Regions from separate parts of the Mus musculus genome. Here all the other regions are linked to region 1. Evidence: chromatin contacts called from public HiChIP or PLAC-seq data. All regions are on one chromosome and are shown on one strand. Each heading gives the region's core, a stretch centred on a gene start, on an enhancer-like site or on the middle of the called end of the contact. The rest is flanking DNA. Distances are from core to core; before and after follow the strand shown.

Region 1 (3,679 bases), core at 634-3,133:
AAAAAATAAATTAAAAATAAAAGCAAGTGAACAAACAAAATCTATATAAGGCCAGGAGTAGAGTCCCTTGGGAGGCAAAGAAGCTGAGCGTGGTGGCCTAAAGCAAGTTGACCTCTGTGAGGCCAGACTGACCTAGTTCCAAGTGAGTTTCAAGACAGTCAGAGCTATGTAGAGAAACCCTATCTCATAGAACAAAACCAAATCCAGCTCAGGCCTATATCCTCCATAGCAATCTACAAAACCATATCTATAGGTTTCACACCAGGACCTCAGTGCCTTTCCAACTGAGCCCTCCTTTTCCTCCCTGACTCTTCAGCCAGCCAAGGTCTGCTCTTTATAAATGTCCTCATTTTAAATGTTATTTCCCCAGCACTGCCTGTCTTTAACAACTCTGGGACCTTCAGGGTGGCTCTGTGGGCAAAGGAGCTTGCTGTATAACCCTGACCACCTGAGTTTGCTTCCTTGGGCTCCTATGATGAAAAGAGAGACTGAACTCCTACAAGTTGCCTCTGGTCTCCATATGCAGACACACAAACATAATACAATTTAAAAAACAAAACACAAACCTCTCACCTGTTATCTTGAACTTAAGTCTTTATCGTACAGTATCTAAGCTGACTAGGATCCCAGACAGTTGCCCTGCAAGGTAGGGCTTGTTTTTATTTACTGCCAGGGGCCAGTAATCCAGGATCTAGGACTCATTTTCTAGGCTAGTGATATACTACTGAGCTACAAACTATATTTCCATCCTCAGGGAAGTTTTTAATGTTTCCAAGGAATCCACCACAACCATTTAATTACATATAGTATGCTGATCTGGTTGTACAACATATATTCAATCACTGAACAGCTTCTATTAACAAAAATTTAGCCAAATGTCAGCCTTGTTTGTAAAAAAAAGACCGAATTCTGTTACAGACCTTAAAACCAACCAGAAAATGAGACATAAACCAAATCTAACTGTAAACTGAAATTTTGTTTCTATGATGGAAATAAATGGGGATTCTCTTAGTCGATAAAGGGTCACCTAAGAAAACAGTAAGCTATGATTTGAAAGCTGAAAACGAGAGTGTGCTAACTTTTTTGTTTTTTTTTTTTTTTTTTTGGTTTTTTTTTTTTTTGGTTTTTCGAGACAGGGTTTCTCTGTATAGCCCTGGCTGTCCTGGAACTCACTTTGTAGACCAGGCTGGCCTCGAACTCAGAAATCCGCCTGCCTCTGCCTCCCGAGTGCTGGGATTAAAGGCGTGCGCCACCACGCCCGGCGGAGAGTGTGCTAATTAAGTTTGTTTCTGGACAGGTTCCTTTTGGTAAATAACTCGGCAGCGGGACGAGAAAACTTCAAAGCCGACAAAGACACAGACACTGATACGCACACACACTCCTCCAGACTCCGCCATCCAGCCAGGAGCGTACAAGAAAATTGTAAAGCCGATAAACACACACACACACACACACACACACACACACACACTCCGAAGAAAATTGCAAAGCCGACAAAGACACAGACACAAACACACATGCGCGCACACACACACGCACACAGAGGCACATACACACGCGCGCGCACACACACACAAAGTCCCCTCCACTCCGCCGTCCAGCCCGGAGCGCCTTTCCGAGCCTTTCTCAATCCCCGCCCCCTTCCTCTTTGTCCAGGGTTTTCCCTTCTCCTCGCCTCTCTCTTTCCCTCTTCCTGGGCCCGGCTCTTGCCTCGGTGAAACCCCCGTAAGTTGTCTGGTAGAACTCATCTTCCTCCTCTGCTTCCAGGAGCCCAGAAAGCCGGTTCCCAGCGGTTTTCCGTGGGGCCCGGCCCCCAGCCAAACTCATACCGCCTACAGCGACTGCGCTGCCGCCTTCAGCCCCTGGCCCAGCTCGGGGTTCTCGCAGATCGGCACTCGACACTATTACCTGCGGGCGACCGTCAATGACGGAAGTTCAGCGTCTGCAAGCAAAAGCAGCCGAGCGTCGAGAGGTCCTAGTTATTTTCACCTTAAGTCTCTTTGTGGCTGGTGGCTGCTGTGGCCACTCATAGGCAGCGCCTAGGGCACAGTACCAGGGTTCCTCCTCCTTACCTAGATATTTTGTTTGTTTTTCTACAGACAGGATCACACTTTACAGTCCTGGCTGGCCTGGAGCTACCTGTGTAAAGCAAGCTGCCCTCGAACTCAGAGATCTTCCTGCCTCTGCCTCCCGGTGATGGAATTAAAGGTGTGCGCCAAGTAGGCCTGCCTCATAGCAAACTCCTTTCCCTTCTCCGCTCCTACTTTTTTTTTTTTTTTAAGATTTATTTATGCTAGGCAGTGGTGGCGCACGCCTTTAATCCCAGCTCTTGGGAGGCAGAGGCAGGTGGATTTCTGAGCTCAAGGCCAGCCTGGTCTACAGAGTGAGTTCCAGGACGGCCAGGGCTATACAGAGAAAAGCTGTCTCAAAAAAAAAAAGTATGTATGTATGTATGTACTTATTTATTTATTTAATATGAGTACACTATTGTTGTCTTCAGACACACTGGGAGAGGGCACCGACAGCTCTTTCAGAGATCCTGAGTGAATTCAATTTCCAGCAACCACATGGTGGCTCACAACCATCTGTAATGGGATCTGATGTCCTCTTCTGGTGTTTCTGAAGACAGCTACAGTGTACTCATATACATAAAATAAATAAATAAATCTTTTTAAAAATTGTATGACTTTTTTTTTTAACTATGTGTTTGTGTTCATGTGTGTGAGCATGTACCACTGCACTGGTGTGGAGGTCAGAAGACAAATGTGCAGGAACTGGCTCTCCACGTTTACTGTGTGGAATCTGGGGTCAAAGTCAGGTCACCAGGCTTGATGGCAGGCTCCTCTATCTGCTGAGTTTTGGTTTTGGAGACTGGTTCTCTATGTACTCCAAGCTTGCCAGTCTCATAGACTGGTCTGCTATGGTCTTCTCCGTGTTTCATGCTACTAGGTTAAGGGAAGAGTTTGTTTTTGTTTTTGTTTTGGAGTGTGTGTGTGTGTGTGTGTGTGTGTGTTTCCCCCTCTTTGCTGGGAATGGAACCCAAGGTCTCAGGAACTCTAGAAAAGCATTCTACTACAAAGGTACATCCCAAGTGAGGCCAAGGATTGTATCTGTCTATACTACGAATGTGAATGCCTGCAATAGGCTAGGTTTAGGTAAACAATGAAAGACTAAATGAAGAAGGTATTCATTCTTTTACTGTTTTTTGGTTTTATTTTTGTTTCTGTTTTTTTTTTCTAATGCCAAGGATTAAATTCAGAGTAGTGTATAAGATAGGTAAGTTCTCTAATTCTGAACTACACCCCTATCCCCAAAAGGTGCTTTGATAAAGCACACTTACATGCACTGACAACCGAATGGGTGGCCCTTCTTTGAGGTCACCAGATTGCCTCCCTTCTGAAAGTATGTATTGGTGAACTCCCTTTGCCATTTCCTCAGGAGCACCAAGCCACAGCGTTCTTCTCTGCCCCAGCTCCCACACCTTGCCCAGTCACCCCAGTTCTGCTATGCTAGGAATGTCACTAGGGAAGAGTAACCCTGTGACTCAGAGGACACCTTGGGACTGAGTAAGAGCTGGGGCAGAGAGACAGAGGGGTAGGATACCTGCTTCCTAAACATTCCAAGCCCTCCTTTCGGTTACATTTACCCCTGAGATAAAGGTATGCTATATTTTGCCTAT
Region 2 (3,331 bases), core at 584-3,083, 580 kb before region 1:
TGTGTCCACAGCCGTCCTTAGGGACGCCACACTTCCAGAGAGGGGTGTTAACCCATTGCTTTCCCAGGCTCTTCAGGACCAGACACAGGAACTGAGGAAGGTTAAGGAGAGACCCCTTGTGGAGGTGCTTGTCCTAAGAGAGTGGGAGGATTTGCTGAGAAACCAAAAAAAAAAAGTGCATGTTAAATTTCAAATAAAGTTAAAATCTGGATCATCCCAATACTGTATCCCAGACTCAGGCTAAGCAAGAGAAGTTCAAATTTGGGGTCAGCTTGGCTCCATAGCAAGTTTCCTGTCAATCGGCCCTACCGTGGCAGGACCTTGTCTAAATAACAAATAATATCTTTCTGCCTTGATCAGTGCTGGGAACGGCTGGGGACAGAACCCAGAGCATCCTGCATGCAAAGCTCTGCTTCAGCGCATTATTACACCCCCAGACATAGGGCTGTTTTATATACACACCCACTGCCTTGGGATAGACCCTGCTTCCACAGTTAACATGTCAGCTCCAAAGTGATCATTTCTCACTGGCAGGATCTGTTCAAACTAGACTTGGAGACTTAAGGACTTAAACTAGCTTCTGTGCCCTCAGCACAAAGTGTAACATATAGCCAAGAAACTAGGAAACATTAGCCGGGGGCACCAGGGCCCTCTGTTGTTTTATGGGTTGCAAGACAATATGTTGCTACAACTTCTGTATTTGAGTGTCTTGACATTGGTGGTGAGCCTGGCCTTCAATGGCTGAGCCATCTCTCTAACCTTGCTCTGGTATTTCATTGTTGAAACTAGGGTGGTCTCACTCTGTAGCCCAGCTTGCCCTAGAACTTGCTGGATTTCCCAGGCTGGTCTTGAACCAGTGGTTCCCCTCTCTTGCCTCAGCCTCCCAAGTGCTAAACATGCACTACCATTCCCTATATATTCTCCCCCACCCCCACCCCCCGCCCAGCCTCAGCTGGAATTCACCCTGAAGACCAGTCTAGTATCGAACAACCTATACGTTTTTGTTTTTCAAAGAAGTTACGAGGTTGGACAGGCAAGGCATAGGCAGGCCTTTAATCCCAACACTGCAGTAAGCAATAGCAGGTGGATCTCCATGAGTTGAAGGCTGGCCTGGTCTACACAGTTCAAGCCAGACAGGGCTACCGAGACCCTGCCTCAAAGACAAACAACAAACCAACAATCCATTAAAAGACATATGAATAGAATAAAAAGCATAAAAACTGAAAGCTGTTTTCATCCCTTCCCCACCCCTCCTCAGTCATTCTTCCACATGGAGATGGATAAACATTTCCAAGCCTAATATACACATCAAATTCTCCCATTCTACAGAGGACACTGCCGCATTGAAGTTGAAGTGCTCATGAAAGACCACAGAGCTGGCAAGTGCTCAAGCTGAAATTCAAATCCAAATTGTCTGACTCATAATTCAGCGTGCATTCCTCCCGCTAAGCTCCAGGGTGTAAAATTTTATGGATGAAGAAACCGAGGCTCAGAGAGGTCCCTGGCCATCAGAGCCACATGGTTCACTGCCCAGTATGGGAAAAGCGGAGGCGATGGCATTGGCTGCATGGAGGAGAGGGCCTTGGCTTGAGCAGATCTGAGTTTGCTCAGGGCTACATGGGTCTAGTTTGCAAATCCCCTTGCTGGTTCGGGGCTAGCCCAGGTTCTTCGAGGACAGGCTCCAACCAAAAGGAGCCTGCCAGAGTTGGTGGGGTCTCGAGCCCCGGGGCGGGCGCGGGAACCGTGTCCACAGCGTGGCTGCAAGCTCTTTAGCTGTACGGGGCACCCGGGGTGGGTGGTTGAGTCCGGCGCGTGGCGGGCGGGGCACGGGTGGCGTGGGGCGGAGCCTGCCGCGGGCGGCGCTGTCCTGGGGCTCCGGGCCGCGGTGGCCACTACCAGAGGCAGCTGGAGAGAGCGGGCGCAGAGAAGGTAGAACCTCCCCGACCCCCCGCCTGGGCTCTGACTGTCTCAGAACAGCGGACCCTAAGGCGAATTCCTGGGGAGGGGGTCTGGTCCCTGGGACTCCGAGTCCCATCACCCGGGCGAGGGCTTGTGCCAAGATTCCTATTAAGTCACATAGTGAAGTTGGAAAACATACCCAGGACCTCCCTGCACGCCGGCACAGCCGGCTCTTCCCTGAGGGGCTTCGGGAAGATGCGACCAGACGCCTGTACTCTGGGAACGCAGGGATAGGGTGTCCGGGAGGGATGCGGGTGAGTGCTCTTTGCACAACTCAATCTGTTGTGAGAGGTTGAGGGAAAAGACACCTGTTGGGATGTTTGGGGGGGGGGGGATGCCGTGAAAACCCTGGCATTCTGACAGGACAGCATCTCTCCTCTGCTAGCCCAGCCCTTACTAACCCTCCCTCCACCCGTCCACTCTGCATTGGCTCATTTGCCTGAAGTGAGCCTGGGGTGAAGGGGTTAGCACCCTGCAAGTCACTTTCCTTGGTGTCACTGGCCCACAAGGGGGTGTGACCAGGAGCAGCATAGGTTTGTGCTCAGCCAGGGTCCACCGTGACTTCAGGATGCCCACTTCCAACCTCATTTTCCTCACCCTGGGCGTGGAGAAAGGACAAACATACATTTGTGCGGGGGGGGGGGGGGGTGTCGGCTCCTGCTCCCCTATGCAGGGGAGGGTGGGGTGGACTTTTCCAGAGAGGGAGCCAGGCCTGGCCCTAGCCCCAGGAGTTCTCGTCACCCCCCACCCCTCACTTCTCCAGAGAGCTGCCAAAACCAGCTCAGGACAGGATTATGTGTACTGGGTAGACCACGGAGAGGCATCAGGGACAGACTGGAGGAGCAGAGAGGCGCAGAGGGAGGTGGAGAGGGGACCAGCATCAGACAGGTTGTGTCCATCACACACACCCCCCATCCTTCCAGCCTCACTGGGCAGGCAGAGGGCTGATGAGTGGGTTGAACAGGGCCACTCGTCCATCAGGGAAGTCGTAGATTCAGTGGCTGGCTCAACTGAAGAAGGACGTGGTGCCTTTTACCTCCTCCCTAGCTCCAAGAACTCAGCTCAGCCCATTTGGTCTCCTCCTCAAATTCCCAAGCCCTGGGGTCCCAGGGAGGGGGAGCAGGACCTAGCTTTGCCCCCCTCTCTGTCCTTTGCATGCCCTGATCTGGCCTACTTTGGCCAGCGATCCTTGGATTCTTCTCATGGTGCCATTCAAAGGCAGCAGAAACAGTGTTTTTCCTGGAAAGCAGAACTTAGATGGGATGAGGATGTGGGTAGGCGGGGCCTCAAAGAGAAGGCAGGGAATGGAGGATGGGGGTAGGGAGAGACAAGATTTGAGGACAGGTATGAAGACCCCTGCTACCCAGTGTTT
Region 3 (3,660 bases), core at 956-3,455, 780 kb before region 1:
CTTCAAGCACTAACATCTTATAGCTAAGGCAACTTTTGAGTTCAGATTCCCTCCAAGGTTTCAGCTCTTTCTAGTCACCTCCAGCCTTCTGTGGTAACACGACTAAGCAATTCAAACTCTGCCCCAGAGCGGATGACCTAACTGAAGCTAAGGTAGCAGAAGTCAAGATTCTGCCTCCGCCCCAGGTAAGGGAAGGTGACTTACTAGGTGGGAACACATACCCCATCCAGCTCACTATTAAATGCTTTCTCCCTGACTCGGGCCCCTGTCTCCAACTCACCAGTCCCGATGTCAGAAGGTGACTCCCAACTACCAGGCCCAAAGCCCAGTACCGTCTCCTCTCACAGGCATCAAAGAACACAACTCCCCAAAAGGTGTGGAGCAGGATAATGGCTGCTGTCAGAAAGGCTGCGGGGAGGGAGACGGGAAGATGTCCATCCCTGATCGCCTGCCAGCCTCCTGAGACGGTGAGCCAGAGGAGCCTCCCAGGGAAGGGCAGTAAGTCAGGGCCAGGGAAGGACAGGGCACAAAGGCAAGGTTAGAAGTGGGCCTTACCTGAAGTCAGGAAGTAATAGGGTGAGTCTCCATGGATCCCAACCACACCTGGCCCAAGTGCATCAGCCAAAATATTGATAACAGAGAAGACACCACTGATGATACCGAAGGACAGACCAGAAACTGGGGGGAGGGGAGGGTCTTGTCAACGACCAGGACCACCACAGCTTCATTAGCAGTACCTACTCCCCAAGCCCAGGGAAAAGTCTACCATACCTACTCTCCCTCCAGACCGCCTCTCCTTGGAAGTCAAGTATGAAGAAAAACACTTTAGCATACGTGGCTGTTTAGATTACCCAGAAAGAGAGGATGGGGTGTCCAACTCCCTCCTCTGGTCCCTCTCCCTTGGCTCACCATAGGCCATCTGTCGGATGGAGATGGGTGATCTTCCGTCCTCACTCAGTGATGCTAAGCCCTCATCTGCCTTCCTGGGAAACAGAAGGAAGGGCAGGGATGTTCCTTCCCCTCCAATACCCTCCCTTTAACGACCCTTACTCCAACCACCATCGCAGGGCTGGCCCACTTCCCGCCATGCACACCACTGTCCCCCCTCCCTTCCAGAGCCCCCCTTGTCCTTACTTAAGGAGCTTGTAGTAAGCAAAACGGAACACTTCCTGTAGAAGGACAGAGACAGCAGCACCAAAAATCAGGAGGCCATACTGGAGCCGTGCATCTGATCGGTCTGTCACATGGACCAAGATGAACCAGACCACAGAAGCCAAGAGCAGGGAGACCAGCCAGAAAAAGGCTCTGAGAAAACACAAGGGCAATGAGAGAGGCAAAGACAGGAGCAGATGGAAAAATCAAGGAGGGAGCCAGCCAAGGATGGAATGTATGAAAAGTGGAAGTTAGACTTCCGGATGGTAAGGGAGACAGGGACCAGATAAGTGTCTCCACCAACAGACTCATTTGTAAGAATCTGAAAGCAGCAGAAAGGGTAGAGATCTGGTTAGAGTCTTCATTAGAGTCAAAGTGTGTGGGCATGAACGGACAGACTAGGTATCCATTCCAAGATCCTTGGCTGGCCGAGGTCAGCACAGCCCCCTCATTAATCTTGGCCTTGGGCCTTCTCTGACGTTGCCGGGAGGACTACAGGAAGAATCTGTGAAATCCCTGGAAGGCGGAAGCCGACTGCGGGAAATTCTCCTAGATCACGATTTGACCCTGTGTCCAACCTTTTCCGACTTCTGCCCCCCAACTCAGGCTCCCAAGCCTGCTCCAGTTCCTCCAGCCCTTTCTGCACCTTTTTCTCTACGTTCGGCCCCGTCTCCACCACTCGACACTCACCCCGCCACCAGGATGATAACCCGAAGTGGGTCTCCAGCTACAGTGATCAGGAAAAGGGAGAAGGCTGGGCCGAACGCGACGAAGGTGCATCCGAAAAACACAGCAGCCCCCATGACTGGGCAGCTGGGGAAGGGAGGGAACCCCGGCCAAGGAAGGCGAAAGGGAGCTGCGCGCCGAGGGGGAGTCCGCGTGGGGCGAGGACGCAACCCCAGGAGGGGCGCGGTGCAATGTCACCCCCGGACCCCGGGGAAGGGGAAGGGGGGGTGCCGAAACCCCGGACGAAGGTCCGCCCGACCTCGTCTACGGAAGCCGAAGAGGGAACAACCCCCGGTCGCTGCCCCATGGCCACCTCCCATCTAATTCCCACCCCCGGAAGGCCAATGAATACTTGGTGGGGCGGAACTGCAGAGGCGGGGTCATGGCGGCATGGCCTTCTGGGAGTTGTAGTCTCTCATCCTCAGAGCCCTCCTCTTGGTGCTGGGAGTGGCTTCAGAAGAGTAGGCTGGAGTCTGGGCCCAATCAGAACAATGATTCCTGGGTTCGCTGGCGCCTTGGCCACGGTTTCCTTTCTTTCGGTAGAGAAGGGTGATAGCCACCCTACCTATTACTAGAGGAGCTTTGTCGGAGGAAGATCCTGTTTGACTCTAGAGACAAATAAAAAAGAGCACAGGATAGAGGTTGTGGGAAGATAGGGACGGACATTGTTCTTAAGTTGAATTAGAGGAAATGACCCAGAGAAGCATCCTGAGGGATCAAAGTTAGGCTTAAAAGTTGGAACTCTTTGGGCAGCCTGGTATAGGAATTACGTCTTAAATGAAGCCTCCACTTGTATTCTGTAATGACAGAATGAGAAAAGCAGGAGGAGCCGGGAGAGAAATATTAGGAAAATGTTTGGAAGGAATCGTGGAGTCACAAAGCAACTAGAGCAATGGGACTGAGAGGAAATTACACCCATCCCCTCCACCCCCGCCCCACGCCGAGCTGCTTGGTTCCTTTGATGTCATACTTCCTTTATTTATAGTCTGGAAAATAAACTTGAGTGGTGTCTTTTCCTCAGGCTGGGGAGAGAGATTTCATATTATCAGGAATCATCATTTGTATGAGGACGGGTTGGTCCTTAGGAGTCTGCAGAACAGAGGAATCCTATGATGGGATCTGAGCATTTTGATCATATATGAGAAAAATCGTTTTTTGAGGGTACATACAAAGCAACAACAAACTACAGAAAAATTTAAAAGATTACCGGGCTTCCTGGAGGTTTTTGCAAAAAGTCACTAGGAGGGGAATCAGTGGAGGTGGGGGGGTGGGGGGGATGGGAGGGTAGGGGGGGTGGAGGGTTGGGGGGGTCTGGCGGTCACTAGACACATTGTTCCCCAAGGTTAGGAGGATGGGAACATCTTGGCCAGTGTTCAGGATTCCATGTGTGTTCAACAGGCTGAGTCTGGGCCACTCTTCTCTGTGAGCTGTTAGCAGCTGTGGGGAACAATCTGTGCATGATGAGCCCACAGCCACTTGCACGGTGTTCAAGGACTCATTTTAGATGCTTAGCAAGTATTTACTAGGTATGTGAGGCTTGTGGAGCTTTTCTTTTGTTCTAATAGCTATTTTTATGTGTGTGGGAGGGGGTTGTGTCATGTATATCTGTGCAACATGTATGTGCTCGGTGCTCTTGGAGGCCAGATGAGCACATCAGAACCCTCGGGACTGCGGCTACAGATGATTGTGATCCACCATGTGGTGCAAGGACATAGCCAGGGCTACCTGTGAGGGAGTGGAGAAGAGCAGGGGCTGGAGAAAGGGAAGGAGCCCAGGGAAAAT

The links. HiChIP or PLAC-seq counts read pairs in DNA pulled down with a chosen protein or histone mark.
Region 2: a contact with region 1 is called in an HNF4G HiChIP or PLAC-seq map of pancreatic cancer cells. The contact joins the promoter of Adamtsl4 here to the promoter of Vps72 in region 1.
Region 3: a FOXA1 HiChIP or PLAC-seq map of pancreatic cancer cells shows a contact between it and region 1. The contact joins the promoter of Aph1a here to the promoter of Vps72 in region 1. A contact is called at or near these places in 3 of 39 promoter capture datasets (liver, neural stem cells and pre-B cells), 1 of 115 datasets of contacts at active chromatin or transcription factors (pancreatic cancer cells) and 2 of 9 other capture datasets (adipose tissue and liver).

Annotation. Positions count from the first base shown.
Region 1 is chr3:95,109,246-95,112,924 of GRCm38.p6, reverse strand. Vps72 (vacuolar protein sorting 72) reads right to left here and starts at 1,883. Exons shown (of 6, transcript NM_009336.2): 1 at 1,711-1,883. The coding sequence starts at 1,827.
Region 2 is chr3:95,686,419-95,689,749 of GRCm38.p6, reverse strand. It overlaps Adamtsl4 (ADAMTS-like 4), which reads left to right and starts at 1,833. Exons shown (of 18, transcript NM_144899.3): 1 at 1,833-1,929.
Region 3 is chr3:95,892,466-95,896,125 of GRCm38.p6, reverse strand. It overlaps Aph1a (aph1 homolog A, gamma secretase subunit), which reads right to left and starts at 2,205. Exons shown (of 6, transcript NM_146104.3): 1 at 1,843-2,205; 2 at 1,135-1,305; 3 at 910-983; 4 at 556-678; 5 at 281-408. The coding sequence starts at 1,955.